Regions from separate parts of the Mus musculus genome. Here regions 2 and 3 are each linked to region 1. A link is a contact called in public Micro-C and promoter capture Hi-C data. All regions are on one chromosome and are shown on one strand. The core of a region is the stretch at or near the end of the contact, and the rest is flanking DNA. Distances in the headings are between cores, read along the strand shown.

The links. Promoter capture Hi-C pulls out the DNA fragments that hold promoters and counts their contacts. Hi-C and Micro-C count contacts between places; a contact is called where the count stands out from the background.
Region 2: a contact with region 1 is called in a promoter capture Hi-C map of second pharyngeal arch cranial neural crest, with 3 times the contacts expected there. The contact joins the promoter of Sema4f here to the promoter of 2310069B03Rik in region 1. A contact is called at or near these places in 16 of 39 promoter capture datasets (the 3T3-L1 cell line, 3T3-L1-derived adipocytes, the SN4741 cell line and 12 more), 2 of 15 datasets of contacts at CTCF or cohesin (CD8 T cells and the NIH/3T3 cell line), 3 of 115 datasets of contacts at active chromatin or transcription factors (CD8 T cells, embryonic stem cells and pancreatic cancer cells) and 3 of 9 other capture datasets (adipose tissue, liver and macrophages).
Region 3: a contact with region 1 is called in a Micro-C map of the G1E-ER4 cell line, with 2.0 times the contacts expected there. The contact joins the enhancer-like site here to the promoter of 2310069B03Rik in region 1. A contact is called at or near these places in 3 of 15 datasets of contacts at CTCF or cohesin (CD8 T cells, embryonic stem cells and stem cell-derived epiblast-like cells), 24 of 484 Hi-C or Micro-C datasets (ECoMG myeloid progenitors, the F1.1 cell line, the G1E-ER4 cell line and 11 more), 9 of 115 datasets of contacts at active chromatin or transcription factors (CD8 T cells, the HPC-7 cell line, acute myeloid leukemia and 3 more) and 1 of 9 other capture datasets (embryonic stem cells).

What each region holds. Positions count from the first base shown.
Region 1 is chr6:82,880,541-82,883,396 of GRCm38.p6, forward strand. 2310069B03Rik (RIKEN cDNA 2310069B03 gene) reads right to left here and starts at 1,313. Exons shown (of 4, transcript NR_040520.1): 1 at 1,229-1,313; 2 at 697-769.
Region 2 is chr6:82,938,402-82,941,233 of GRCm38.p6, forward strand. It overlaps Sema4f (sema domain, immunoglobulin domain (Ig), TM domain, and short cytoplasmic domain), which reads right to left and starts at 1,368. Exons shown (of 14, transcript NM_011350.4): 1 at 1,060-1,368. The coding sequence starts at 1,222.
Region 3 is chr6:82,820,771-82,823,515 of GRCm38.p6, forward strand. No RefSeq gene overlaps it. Among named protein-coding and RNA genes, the nearest start is that of Gm32591, 9.1 kb to the right of the region's middle. Within about 2 kb of position 1,386, at least 120 of the 459 cell types and tissues checked have an H3K27ac peak or open chromatin away from gene starts, as enhancers often do. A contact at or near this core is called in CD8 T cells, the G1E-ER4 cell line, the HPC-7 cell line and 9 more, where this site is marked.

The DNA.
Region 1 (2,856 bases), core at 63-2,562:
CAGAAACCAGGCATTAGTTACTAGGTACCACAGAGCTGTGATTCTCAGCCTGTGGGTTGCACAGGCCATCCTTTGGGGGAGTTGAATGACCCTTTCATAAAGGTCACTTCAGACCACCAGAAAACGCAGATATTTGCTATAACAGTAGCAAAATTACAGTTATGAAGTAGCAACAAAATAATTTCATGGTTGGAGGTCACCCCCCATGAGGAACCATGTTAAAGGGTGGTAGCATTAGGAAGGTTGAGAATCACTTATATATGGACCGTTGTGAGCCACTTGATACAGTTCTGGGAACTTAGCTCTGGCCCTCAACAAGAGCAGCAAGTGTTTACCATTAGGGACACCTCTTCAGCATCAGGTATCTTTTAAAAATTTTTATTAAATTTTTATATAAATTTTATACAATTTTTTTTATTTATGTGTGTGCATAGGCAGGTGTGTAAGGAGGCCAGGAGAGGGCGCTGTGCTGGGAAATGAACTTAGGTCCTCTGGAAGAGCAGCAAACTGCTCTTGACCCTGGTCACTGCTCATACATCCTTCCCACCAAAATCTGTTATCTTTTTAACTATGATTAGCCTAATTTTTGTTTGTTTGCTTGCTTGCTTATTTTTGTTTTTCGAGACAGGGTTTCTATGTAGTCCTGGCTGTCCTGAAACTCATTTTGAAGACCAACCAGGCTGGCCTCGAACTCACATAGATCCTCAGCTTCAGCCTCCAGAGTGCTGGGACCAAAAGTGTGTGCCACCATGCCCGTCGATTATCCTGTCTTTAAAGGGAGAAACAGAGAACCCTGAGGAGGAAAGGTGGGGTGCAAATTAATCAACACTGCCTGGTCTAAAATAAAAAGTCTCAAGACCAGGACCCCAAACCATCTTCTCTGCCTCTCCAGGGGCCTGCACTAAGGGGCCAGCCAGCCAGTCAGGGGAACGCCACAGTAGCCCACTCTTGGAGGTCCCAAGCAGATGACCTTGTGGTCCCCAGGAGTGGCAGCACGGAGGGCGGACATGCTCAGATCTCAGTGGCTGTTGGCAAGGTTACATAAAATTTTATGAAGCACGCAGGACTGGCCCTGGAGCTGGCAGGAGGGCGGAGGAGAGAGCCTCATAACCACGCAGGCTATTGATCACTCAGCCTCTGCTCACAGTCCCCCACACCCAACCCACCCGCAAAGGCGTCCTACCCGCTGGGCAAAGAATGCTGCTCCCGCACTGGCCTAGGGCCCAACCTGCGCTGCAGGTCTGCAGGACCCACCGAGCCTGCTCCGGTGGCCTTTCCAGTGGACCTAAACTGGTGAAGGTTAGAAGAGTGAGGCTTTGTATCACAAGTTTCTGACTCAGTATTCTGATGCTCAAGTTACTCACAACCCCGAGCGCCCTCGCGCGTTGGCCATGCGCACTTCCTTCAATGCAGCCGACTGGGCCATCGGGCCTGGAGGGAGGACTCAGAGCAGGGTAGCAGATATTCCAATTTATGCTTGCCCTTTAGATATGCTTGTTCTGAAAAGAACGATAGCTCAATAGCTGTCAACAGACAGAATCTAGCTCTCTCACCTCTCTCCCATCCTCCCTCCTTCCCTGCCTTCCTCTCCTCTCCTGTCCTCTCCTGTCCTCTCCTGTCCTGTCCTGTCCTGTCCTATCCTGTCCTCTCCTCTCCTCTCCTCTCCTCTCCTCTCCTCTCCTCTCCTCTCCTCTCCTCTCCTTCCTTCTTCCTCTTCTTTGTTTTGAACCCCCTTATGCCTCTTCTGACCCAGTCTCTCCATTTAGTCCAAACTGGCCTTGAACTCCCAGCAGTTCTCCTGCCTCAGTTCATCAGCCTGGCCACATTTCCTGTTGATGAACTCCTACACCACAAATGCTATTCAGAAGTGTAAGGTAACATTCGCCACCAAAGCTTGTAGTTGGGGCGGCTCATTCAGAACAGATTTTCTACCCCTACTACAGCAATGTCCTTGAGATTTCCATTACAGCCTGCTCCGCCCTGTCTGCATTGCTCAGAATGACCAGTAGACATCACTTGTGGGTCATCACAGCATAGCTGGTTACTCTACCAGCTTACTGTGAGCGAGGAACTCTTTCCAAACCTAAGCAGCTATTACAGAAGTATTTAAAGGACAGCATTCGCGTGGTGGCTCACGGAGGGCACTGAGTTGGAGTCTTAACACCAACTATCGCTAGTTTGTCATCTTGAAGTTACCTTTGTGTGCATTAGCTCCACACCTGCCACCTGGAAATAACAGAGTCTTCGTGAGACAGAGTCTCAGGTACCCCAGGCTGGCCTCAAATTCACTATGTAGCCAAGGATGACCTTGAGCTGACCTTGAGAGTGGAATTAGGGGTTCATGCCACCATTGCCAGTTTACGTGGCACCTGATAGTAAACCAGGGCTCGGTACATGCTATGAAGGCATTCTACTAGCGGAGTTATGGCCACAGCCTCTGTGGCTCCCTTTAATTGAGATAGTATACACAGTCCTTTAGAACTGAAAAAAGAAATGTGCTCTGCACCTGAACATCTGGGCGTGGACTGTTTGGGGACTTGGGGTGAGTCACTTCCTTTCTCTCTGCCTCAGTTTTCATCTACAAGATGGGTTTGAGAAGATTGTTTATGAAATCCCAGCACTTGAGAGGTTGAGGCAGGAGGACTGCTACAAGTTCGACCTGGGGCTACATAGTGAGTTTCAGACCAGCCTGGGCTCCAGAGTGAGACTTTCTCTTATACAACAACGATAAAAAGTAAAATAATAAAATGGGATAAGAGAATCTTACCAAGTGATACTTACTCATTTATGAGATTAAATGAGATATGTCTATCATGCCTACATACAGTGAAGGCTCAATAAGTGTTAGTCTTTTTT
Region 2 (2,832 bases), core at 118-2,617, 58 kb after region 1:
CTCATGTCCAGATCAGCAAAAAGTATTTAAACTGTGAGCACCATTTATGCTTTTTCCATGTCTTCATAAAGAACCTAAACCCTATCTTGTTTTATTAAATATATAATTTTTATGTTTCTTTAAACATAATGTGTGTGTGTATGTATGTATGTATGTATGTATGTATGTATGTATATTAGTGTCTGTATATATGCACTATAAGTAACCACAGAATCCTGTTCCCTCGGAGCTGGAATTGCAGGTGGTTGTAAGCCACTGACATGGGTGCTGGGAACAGAACTCAGATCTCCTGGGAAAGCCGCCAAATGCTCTTAACAACAGAGCCATCTCTCCAGCCCCTCCTTTGTTTTGTGTGAAGAACTTTGAATGGGCTCATTGAAGTGTTTTCTAGCACTCAAAGTAGGGAATGGGCAGGGGGAGCAGCGGACATTCGGGGAATTAAAGTTAAAGTGAATTGATAGCGGAGGATGGATGTCAGCCATAAGGAAAGTGGGCAGGAGGGATACAGGTCTGGATGAGGGTGGGAGGGCATTTAAAAGGATGACGTGGGGGTGGGGGGAATGAAGCTAAAAGGGCGGAAATTCTGGGCTAGGGATGACCCATTAGAATGAAAGAGCAAGAAGACAGGGAATAGCAGGAGCTTGGAAATGAAGTGATGGGTGTGGGTGTATGTGTGGGCAACAGGGATAAAGGACTGAAATGGACAACCTTGGGCAAACCCCAGGCCCTCCATGGGCCTCAGTATCCAGGTCTACAGGGTAAAGGACTGCACCCTAATGAAAAGAGGGGCTTCGGGAGCACCCTGGTTGTGTCTTGGGAGCTGAGGTGCAGGGCCAGGTTGGGGGTGGGATAGGTGGGATGGAGTAAGGTGGGGTGGGATGAGATGAGATAGAAAGATGCAGGGTAGAAGTCTCAGCTTTGGTCCCACAGGGGTGTGCACCGTGCAGAGGGGCCTTAGATGGCTGTCACTGGAGTTAGCAGGGCAGGTGGGTGTGGGCACCTGCTGGCAAGGGCAGGGTACCGTGCGAAGGGCTGAGGACAAGGGTTCCTGCATCTTACCGGAGATGGGCAGCGAGGTTCTGGGCACCGAGCGGGGGACGCGGCCGCACACCGGGGCGCTCAGCATCGCCAGCAGCAGCAGCAGCAGCGACGACGGCGGCGGGAAGAGAGAGACCGGAGGCGGCCGGGGGCCCGGGCGGGGCCGCTCGGCCCTGGCCAGCATCTCTGGCTCCGCCTGGTGCCGGGTGGGGCGCGTCGGGCAGCCTCTACTCAGTACCGCTACTGCGCGGGCCTCGGCCCCTCTCGGGTACCCTCGGCCGAGCTCGGCCTGCAGCGGTGAGATGAAACACAACCCGACTCCTCCCACTCACAAAGGAACCAATGGAGGACCGGTTTCTTCCTATAACCAATGAAAATTGAGTGGAGGAGGGACGAGGAAGAGAGGCCCTACCCAGGTGTAGGCGGAGCTAGGACAGGTGTAGGTGTGGGTTTCTTCCTCAGAAGGATGGAAACGTTCCTAGGTCTGGAGTCACCAGTGAATTTGTAGCAGTTGCTCCAAATCCCCAAATATCCATATCTGTGCTACTAAGAGCACCAGATTTTTCAGATTTTTATTTATTTTTTTTGTTCCTGTAAGATGGCTCAGTGAGTATAAGGGGCCAGCTGCTAAACTTGAAGTCTGAGTTGGATTTAACCACTGCCCCCACCCCGGGACCCAACAACATGGAAAGCAGAGAATCCACTTGCTCAGATGGTCCTCTGACTTCCACATGCACGCCATGGTACTAATGGCCTCCAACACACATACACACAATAAATAAATTAAAATGCAAATATACTTATGAATATATTAGTTACTTTTCTCATTGCTAAGGTCCAACTTAAGGAAGGGTTTATTTTGGTTCACAGTTGGAAGATATAGTCTGCCATGATGGAAAAGCAGGGTGGCAAAAAACTGAAAAGTCTGGTCACATTGCATCTGCAATAGGAAGAAGAGAGCTTAGCCCAGAGTATGGTGCCATCCATAGTCAGGGTGGGTCTTCCCACCTCAACAAAATCGAGAGACTCCCTCACAGTAGCTCGTCCAGTTTTGTCTCTGGGTGGTTCTAGACTCTATCAAGTAGACATTGTTAACGGTCCCACTTTGAATCATTGGGCTGGAGAGATAGTCCAGGGGTTAAGAGCACTGACTCCTCTTCCAGAGGTTCTGAGTTCAATTCCCAGCAACTACATGGTGGCTCACAATCATCTGTAATGGGATCTGATGCCCTTTTCTGGTGTGTCTGAAGAGAACAATAGTGAATACATTAAAAAAAAAAGTAAAATAAATAAAATAAAAGAACTAAGGAGACTGGGAAGTGTGCTGGCCAGAGTCAGGAATGACCACTGTGTATTTGAGAGGAGACTCCACAGAAATACACCCAATGCAGTAGACCTGGAGTGGTGCCTTGGCCCTGTTCTTCACGTAAAACTACCTCATTTCTAGGCAGCCTTTAAGGAGTCAAGTGCCCAGGTTTTCTACAGAAGCTGTGGTTTAGGGCAGGACTCTGACATGTGAAGTAACTTCCTCCTGTCTCAGAGGGAACTTGCGCTTACCAGGTGTTTCACTTATGATTCCGTATCATCTCCTTGCCATCCTGGGAGGGAGACCTGAAACAGAAGTTAACATCCCCAGTGGTGTGCTATTGGGAACTGTATTGGGATTTGCTGTCTCAGATGCAGGGTTGACAGACTTCCTACAAACAGGCAGTTTTTAGCTTTTTAAAACTCCTACCCACTTAGGTATGTCAACAAGCCCTTTACCAACCCTCACTTTCATATTGAGAAAGAGAA
Region 3 (2,745 bases), core at 136-2,635, 60 kb before region 1:
GACACTTTGAGGTCTCGCCTGCCTAAGAGGGTTTCTCTAATGGTCTTTTTTGTACGATAAAAGGTTCTGTACAGTGAGATAAATGGCCTTACTCTGTAAAGGCCTGGGAGCCATCAAATGACAGGCTCAGTAGATGCTGTTCAATTCTTAACTGTTCCTGCCTTTATCTCCACTTCTGATTCATAATTCTGGTGTGGCTCCTCTCCAAGTGCCCGAGTTTCAACAGATTCTCATGCTGAAATGAATTTACATTTACCTTACTACAGATTTCCATATCCCATTCAGACATTAATAAAACACTCTGGGTGGAGAACTAGACATTTGCATAATGCTTCAGATAATTCTTTGGTGGTGGTGGTGGTGGGCCCAGGCTGGCTTCAAACTGGCTATGTGGCCAGGGATGGTCTTGAACTTCTGATCCTCCTGCCTCTGCCTCCTGGGCTGCAGCATAGATCACTGTGCCTAGTTCATGCTGTGCTGGGGCTTTGTGCATGCCAGACAAGCACTCTGTGAACTAAGCTACATCCCCAGGCCCCTCACACAATTATCTAACACTTGGAAGTCATTCCATCCCTCCCACCTTCTGGAGGGGCAAAGGAAGCCAAAAGAACAGAGATTCATTGTCTGTGGTCATCCTATACTAGGATAAGACCCCAAATCTAGGACCTTTATTTCCAATCTTGATGCTTTCTCAGTGATACTTTGTTGACCCAGGGTCTGTAGACCCTTCTACCTGACTTAGGCAAAACTAAATAAGACTTAATAACCATAAATTCTGTCTGCTTCATCTGACCTTGTTTCCACCCACCATGTAATCTGAGGGAGCAAGGAGAAGAGAGGACAGTAGGGCAGCTGCCACTTGATCTGAGAAGGAAGGAATTTCCCACCTGAACAGCCCAGGTACTAGGTGAGACACCTAACTGCTAAACGCTCCACCCAACTGCAAGAAGCCCCAGTGTGAGAGAGGCTGTTTTCTTCCCAAACCTCTGTCTCTGTTTCTCCTCCTCAGCTGTTTCCGGGGATGAGAAGAAGAGAGAAAAAAAGCTCTAGAGTATACCTTTCAGACCCATAACACAAACAGAGGAACCTAGAGGTTGTGAGTGGAAAGGACACCCTGATAGTTGCCATGACAACACCTCTATTCCCTGCCCTAGCTGCTACGTGCAGCCTGACATGTGTACTCTTCAGGTCTCTTGGAAGGCGCTGCTGCCTCTCACTTGCCCAGGGTTTGCAAGTGAGAAGCTAATCCAGGGATTCAGACAAGGACATCCAAAAGCAATTGTGGGACCTTACATCATCTGGGGCTGGAGGCTCCCTCCGGTCTGTGGACCCTCAAGGAGAGGCCTCTGCATTCTCCTCCCACTTCAGGGCCAGGCTTTTGGAAAGGGCTTGGACTCCAGAGTGACTCAATACAGGAAGTTGTCTCTCAGGCTCCTAGAAGCTTGTCTGTGGGAGGAAGTGAAAGGAGCAGAACCTGGTGCTGGGGGGAGGGGGGCATTGTTGGGGGGGTGAGGAGAGGGGCTGAGGGATGGGGGGTGGGGGAGATAGAGAGGGGTGGGCCCTGGTTCTTCAGGTGGTTTCTGAGAACCCCTTCTTCATTTCTCTGAAACCTGTTGTCCACTGGTCTGCTGGGCCCCAAACTGTAAGCCATCAAGGTGTTTAAAAAGTGGTAAAATTGTTACCAGCACTCACTGATGTACCAAAGGACTAGAGTTCAGTTCCCAGCATCCACATCAGGTGGCTCACAAGCCCCTGTAAGGCCAGCTTCCAGCTTCCTTGGTCTCCACTGGCACCTGTATGCATGTGCACATACCCACATATATAATCCAAAATGATAGTAATCTGGTGTGTTTTATTTTGAGACAGGGTCTCTCTACGTAGTCCTGGCTGTCCTGAAGCTCCCTAGGTACACCAGGCTGGCATCTAACTCAAAGAGATCCTCCTGCCTCTGCCTCCTAAATGCTTGGGTTAAAGGTGTAAGTCACCACATTCAGCCTAAAAATAAATAAATTTTTAAAGTGAGAAAAGAAAAAAAGAAAGGAAGGAAGAGAGAGAGAGAGAAACGCTCCAGTCATTGGGCTGGCACTGCTCTTGCAGAGGACCTTGGTTTGATTCCAGAGCCATGTCAGATGGTCCACAGCAGCCTGTTACTCCAGTTCCTGTGGGACCCGTGTCTTTAGCCTTCATGACTACACATGCACACAGTTAAAATAAATGCTTTTTTAAAAACTGTGATCTCTTGAATCATCCTCCTTCCAACACCTCACACCCCTCCCCTACACTCACACATGCATGAATGCATGCACATGCATACAAGCGTGTATGCACACTCAGCCATGCACACACATGCATACATGCATGCATATTCTGTGGCACCAGCTGACCAAGAGTGGAATTGCTGAAAGCAACAGGAAAAGGAAGGGCTCCGTGCAATCTGGCCTTCACATCCTGGAGCGTAGTTTTAACCCTCCATCCTTATGCCTGTGGATACCTAGCGAGGACACAGAGCACCTACCCAGCGAGCATGCACTAGGTACTTAGCCTGATCCCAGCAGAGAAAGGAAAAACAGAAATCCCAATAGCCTCCTCTCCTTCTATCTGGACCTAAGGAGTGTTTCTTGGGAATGAGCAGATAAATAGACTTCTGATGCCTGCTGAGACAGGAGCCTACTGAGAGCATGCAGCAGCAAAGGACCCAGGTTTGGCTTGTTTTTGTGTCGCAGAGGCAACTGAGTGGCTTGCAAA